Linked DNA regions of Mus musculus: region 1 is linked to region 2. The links are chromatin contacts, called in public Hi-C maps. All regions are on one chromosome and are shown on one strand. The core of a region is the stretch at or near the end of the contact, and the rest is flanking DNA. Distances in the headings are between cores, read along the strand shown. Region 1 has its middle 30 kb from the start of Gm20611. Region 2 holds the start of Unc5b (unc-5 netrin receptor B).

Region 1 (2,867 bases), core at 308-2,807, 170 kb after region 2:
AATTAAGAAGTACATTTACTTCAACTTCCAAAGTCCCCATAGTCTATAGTAGTACCAACAATGTTAAAAGTCCAAAGTTCAAAATCTCTTCTGAGATCCATCCAATCACTTAACTATAATGCATTCTATTTTGGACTCTTAAGCCCAAAGGGGCTTCAAGGAAGGGAAGGGATAGATGGAGTGGTAAGATATTCTCCCATAAATCCTCTTGGACCAATAGTTCTCAACCTTCCTAGTGCTACAACCCTTTAATACAGTTCCTCATGCTGTGGTGACCCCCAACCATAAAATTGCTTTCGTTGCTACTTCATAACTGTAATTTTATCACTGTTATGAATCATAACGTAAACACCTGATATGCAGGGTATCTGATAAGTGATCCCCAGGTTGAGAATGGTTCTTTTAGACTATAAGCAGTGTGTGTTACTTCGAGGCAGTTCCCTGTTGTCTGCAGTAATTGCAGTGATGATGGCATGCTGACACTCGGAGCCTGTTGCCCTCACGGCCTCAGACATCCTCCTTCCTTCCCTTTCCCCCACTAGGTCTTCCCTGAATGATGCTGGACCAGCATGGGCAAGGAGCCTGCCTATACACAGCATCCCCTGTGAGCATCCCTGTGGCTACTTCTCGGGATTTTCTGTCTACCGTGTTTATTGAGCAGCTTCTATATCCCAGGCCTTGTCCTGGGCACTGGGTTAAGCAGAAAATGAGACCCACAGATATACCACCCACATGGCAACAGATGTGATCACCGGATGATGTGGGACTCATGCCTACCCTGTCACATGAACAGCCGCTAAGAAGGCTGGTGTCAGATGACTCAAGTCACCCCACCCTGAAGGAGTATACTTCTTCAGCATCTGCACCCACACAGCCCCAAAGAGTCCCAATCCCCAAGGACCTGTCCCAGCAGCTCATCACAAAGCCATTGGGTGGGGAGGAGCTCTGAGAGTGGAGCATTCTGTGATGGTTTGCACGTGCTCCCCCAGGATTGCAGTGCCCAGGGGGTGGCACTGTTGGGAGGTGTGGCCTTGTTGGAGTGGGTGTGTCCATGTTGGAGTGGGCGTGGCCTTGTCTGAATAGGTGTGTCGCTGTAGGTATGGGCTTTAAGACCACCTCCTAGTTGCCTGGAAGCCAGTATTCTACTAGCAGCCTTCAGATGAAGATGTAGAACTCTCATCCTTTATAAGAGTCCTTTATAAGAGTTGCCTTGGTCATGGTACCTGTTCACAGCAGTAAAACCCTACGACACACTCCATGTGGGCTTCCTGGAGGAGGCTGAGCTGATGAGGCTATCTCATGGTAAAGAGATTCCACATGATACAGCCCAGAGCTGTAGTCATGAGGCTCTCTGTGGGCTCTAGGGGAAGCTTCTGGGAACGGTGCCCATGGAGCTGGCTAGATGAGGGGTATCCCTGGATAGGTGCAGGCATGACCAGCCTCCTTGGTTCTCTGCTGGAGTCTAGCTAGAGCGCACCATGCTGGAGACTGGGAGGCGGCACACGCACCATCAGACCTAGTCTTTGCCACGAGGCGCCTCGCCAGCAGCGCACACTACGCCTATTCAAGAGCGTGTTTCTAGATGCTGCTTTCGATCCCGTCTGTAGTATACTTCCTGGTGCGCTCGAACTATTTTCTCTCTCTAAAAATAATACGCTTGGAAGCCGTTCTATTTAAGCACAGAGACTGCACGTGAAGTGCTCGTGAGCTATCTTTAGAAGAGGCACACCAGGGTTCCCGCCTGTCTCATGTCCTGGCCCCTGGATGTGGATGGAGCCCGAGGCAAGGATCTAGGGCACAAGAAGTACTGACAGAACACGTCTGCTGGAACATCTCACGGGAGGCGGGAGAGCAAGGGAAGGAGGCCGAGATGTGGCGCAGCCAAAGTGTCCGGCCTGTGGCTCAGCACAGTGGCCTGCAGTGCTGAGTCACAGGTAAAGCTCCGTCCTGTGGAAGGCCAGCACCTTCCCAGGCCCTAACTGTCTCTGGGGTAACTGTCTCAGGCCCTAACTCTCCTTTGGTCGCGTCTCTGACTCCCCCAGCAGAAGTCTCCAGAATTGTAAACGTGGGTCTCAGGACAGCAGCGGGGCAGTGGGCACACCCTTCGAAAGGGCCCAGAGTACTTAGGTATGTACATGACATGTCAGGAGCTTCACCTTGAGCCCCTCCCCCACTGTTTCCTTCCCATATTCTATCTGACAGAATCCGGATCAGGAGAAAGAGGAAGAGAGGGTAAAAGGAGGGGGGAGGGGAGAAGAGAGAGGGAAAAAGGGAAGAGAAGGAAGGAGAAAGTGTGGGCAGAGGACACGCAGCCTCTAAAATAGTCTGAACAGAATAAAACCAACAAACCAGGTACAGAGAGTGAATCCCAGGGAGCCCCAGTGCCCGCTCCCTGCTCCCTCCACCCCCACCTCCTCAGCCCACCTTCCTGGCTCACCCATGGACATGTCTGGAGGCTGCTGGAGAGGAGTGACCATGGGAAGAGCCAGGCTGGGGGTCTGCCCACTGCAGAGTTCCCCGCAGGTCATCTTCCTCAGCGAGGAGGTCCTCTTCCGTCCCTTAGGGAGAGGTAAAATCACTGGTCCTGGCTGGAGGCCCAATAAGGCAAAAAAGACCAGCATCTGGTCAGAATGCAACCAAGCTCGAAATCTCAGAGAGAAGCTCCAATCTCTCAGCCATTCTCTCTCTCTCTCTCTCTCTCTCTCTCTCTCTCTCTCTCTCTCTGTGTGTGTGTGTGTGTGTGTGTATCATTTAATTACCATTAACACCATGCCAACAGGATGGTTGTGCCCATTTTACAGATAAGGAAAAGTGAGGCCCAGAGCCCTAAGGCCGCCCAGCTCATAATTGGCACAGAGTGCACTCCA
Region 2 (3,038 bases), core at 327-2,826:
GAGGAGGGACCTTTAGCTCTTGAAGAAAGAGAGGTGGGGAGGAGAGAGAGAGGATGCCATCATCACTGAGGGTGGTGGGGTGTGTGTCAACTCAATACTTTCTGCTAGTTTCCTTTTCCCATTCTTAGCCTTTGCTCAGGGAGGTCTTTGTCTAGGGTGGCCCTCCAGCCCCCGCACCAGCTTCGGGAGTCGATTCACCCTAACGGCAGTTCACCTGCTTGGGTACCAGAGAGGTTGGTGCGAGTGTCTACTTTTCCTTCCAAGGAAGACGCAGCCCACTTTGCAACGCCCAGCCGAGCTACTACAGAGCCAGCAAGACACTTCCATCTTCGCGATGAGAGGAGAATCGGGGACTTTATAAACTTAGGAGTCCACCAAACCCTCTTAAGAGCATCTTTACTGGGTCCAGGTGCAGTGCAGAGGCGAGCTCACCTGGACACTGAGAATACCAATAACCTATTGAAAATAGGCAAAGTCGAAAGGAGATACATTACGCCCCTCCACTCTCTGCCAACACTCACCCCCAAACAATCCACCAACCACGAAACCTTTTCATACCCGCCCGCGCCGCACCTCCGGAGATCACGGTGTACAGGAGTCGGCCCCTCCCCCTTCAGTAGCTTAAAGCCTTCGGGCCTCGGCTCCCCAAAGGCCGAGAAGAAGCGCTTCCAGGGTTCCGCAGTATCCTGCTCTCTGTCCGCGACCCTCAGAATGCTGCGCGTGCAGCCCGCGGGAGCCTGTACTCAGACCTAAGTTGCAGGCGAACCGCAGAGAACACACACCTGGCCCTGGCAGTGACAGTTTTTCCGTGATAGTCAGGGGTCACTTGGAAGTGAATCAGACCCCATTCCACGGGAAGCAACTATCCCTTGGAGGCAGGAGCAGGGAGCTTCGAGCTTACGTGGCACCCCAGGTGGCCACGCGTCGCCCCCTCTCCCGAGCACCGAAGCTGCCTTTTAACTTGGACGCGTCCACGGCGTTCTCGGAGCGCAGTGACTCCGCCAAGAACCACCCGAACTTGCAGTTGGACGCTGAGACGCGCCAGGACCGCATCCCTGTGTTCCACTCCCTCTCGCACCTACCTGCTAGGCTCGGTGTCGGATCCCAGCAAAGCAGCAGCGCCAGCAGCAGCGCGCTCCGCACCCCGCTCCGGGCCCTCATGCTCCTGTCCCCCGGCCCGGGCGCCTCTCCCTCGGGGTTCTTTCCCGGTCCCCAGCCTCGCCGCCTTCGCCTTCGCCGCCGCCTCGCCGTTCTCGCAGGCGCCCGGCAGCGCCAGCCCGTGCCCTCCGTAGGCGCAGAGGCAACCGCGCAGCGCCGGGAGGCCGCCCGGCGACTAGGAGCGCTCCGGGAGTCGGACGCCGCTGGGGATCCCGGCTCTGGTGCGCCCTTTCCGCGCTCTCCCGCTGCGAGCGCCGTCCGCGCCCTGCTCCGAAGTTGTGCGATCCCAGTGGAGTGCGCTCAGCGGCGCTCGTAGCGGCCGCGCCGCGAAGTCTGTCCGAGTGGGGTGTGTGCTTCCCTCTGCGCCCTGCCGCTCCCCGCGGCTCCGCGCCCTCGCCCGCCCTGCCGCCGGCCACAATGCCCAGCGCCGCCGCGCGCTCGCCCTAGAGTCAGCGGGCCGGGGCGGGGCCTCACGCGATAGAAGGCGGGGCCTGGAGGACGGGGGCGGAGCCACGGGGCCCAGCGAGGGGGGGTACCCTACCGCTGTGTAGGCGCGGCCGAGTTGGGGCCTTATCAGAGGGGATCCTTGAAGAACGCAGGATCCAAAGCACCGGAAAACCGGTCCGCTGAAAGCGGCGGAGTCTACCGGATTTTCTTTCCAAAAATAAAGGAAATAAACATTCGTACACTTCTTAGCTTGGGTGTGAATCAGCTTTCGCTTTTGATTCGGTCTCAAAAGGGGATGGGGGTGTTTAAGAAAAAATGTCAAACACTCAAGTCCTGGTGGAGCGGGGGATGTAGTTGGGGAGTTCCAGCTGTGGATATTTGGGCATGAGTTAGGATCGTGATTGGTTCTGTTTTTCTCCTCGACCCAGGACAGAACTCTTTACGTGGGATCCGGAAGGATGGCTCATCCTAGGATATGGTGAACCAGTCCAATTGAATAAAAGGACGTGTGTGGGGAGGGAACCTGCTGCTGTGTTTTGCTCCGAGCACAAACTTGGTTCTGGTTCTGCTCCTTAAGCGCGTGACCTTGAAGGAGCTGCTTAGCTGTCTCCATCACTGTCACCTGTGAAATGGGGAAGAATGATGTTAGCTGTCTCATAAGGGGTTGAGGAGCAGAATGTGGGAAATAGGTAGAAAGTGGGGGCACAAATGGTGGCATCCCTTCCCAAGGTTCTTGAAGGAAGTCCTTGTCACCCAGAGGTGGGCCCATAAGCTTACGTGACCAGAGGAGACTTGGGAGATGTCTGTGCATCCGCTCACAGGAAGCTCACAGCACTTCCATGTGGGAGCCCACTAACGGGCTAATTCCATAATGCTATAAAGAAGCAGCCCCTACCCCTTATCTGCTGACCTCCTAAGCTTTTCCTCTTTGCAGATCTGGATCAGCCCTCTTCTTCAGGAAGAGAGCAGCCTAGCCAGGTTCTGAAGTCGGGTAGGAGGGTAGAAGGGTGGGAGGGTGGGAGGTATCCAAAAGAACCTAGTATTCCCAAGTTTTTCCTAGATTGGAGAAGAAAGGTTTGGGAGCCATAGTTGCTGACTAAGAGGTTGGTGGTGTGAGGGCAGAGAAGCAAGAAGATCCATGCTAGCTGTGTTTGGGGGAGAGGGAGGCAATGAAAGCGGGATTTCTCGACACCCCCTCTATCCCAACTCCACAAAATGAAGACTGGAGATCTATAGAAGGCTGTGGCTATAGGTGACGCCCCACATCATGGCTGGCCACCCAGGCCCAGTAGGGTGAATCCGGGTGGAGTGAACGCCCAAGGCAGGACTTTGGTTTCTGTGGGCAAAGGTAAACGGGCTATTTTTATCCTGGCCTGGAACAGCATGAGCAACAGCAGTGGCTGAGCACACCCAGCCTGTTCCACCCATTCCAG

Evidence for each region. Hi-C and Micro-C count contacts between places; a contact is called where the count stands out from the background.
Region 1: a contact with region 2 is called in a Hi-C map of cerebral cortex, with 2.7 times the contacts expected there. The contact joins the enhancer-like site here to the promoter of Unc5b in region 2. A contact is called at or near these places in 11 of 39 promoter capture datasets (the 3T3-L1 cell line, the C10 cell line, HPC-7-derived erythroid cells and 7 more), 7 of 484 Hi-C or Micro-C datasets (bone marrow-derived macrophages, cerebral cortex, embryonic fibroblasts and 3 more), 13 of 115 datasets of contacts at active chromatin or transcription factors (craniofacial prominence, embryonic basal ganglia, embryonic forebrain and 7 more) and 2 of 9 other capture datasets (embryonic stem cells and pancreatic islet).

The regions. Positions count from the first base shown.
Region 1 is chr10:61,000,299-61,003,165 of GRCm38.p6, forward strand. No RefSeq gene overlaps it. Among named protein-coding and RNA genes, the nearest start is that of Gm20611, 30 kb to the right of the region's middle. Within about 2 kb of position 1,558, at least 6 of the 459 cell types and tissues checked have an H3K27ac peak or open chromatin away from gene starts, as enhancers often do. A contact at or near this core is called in cerebral cortex, where this site is marked.
Region 2 is chr10:60,830,005-60,833,042 of GRCm38.p6, forward strand. It overlaps Unc5b (unc-5 netrin receptor B), which reads right to left and starts at 1,577. Exons shown (of 17, transcript NM_029770.3): 1 at 1,083-1,577. The coding sequence starts at 1,161.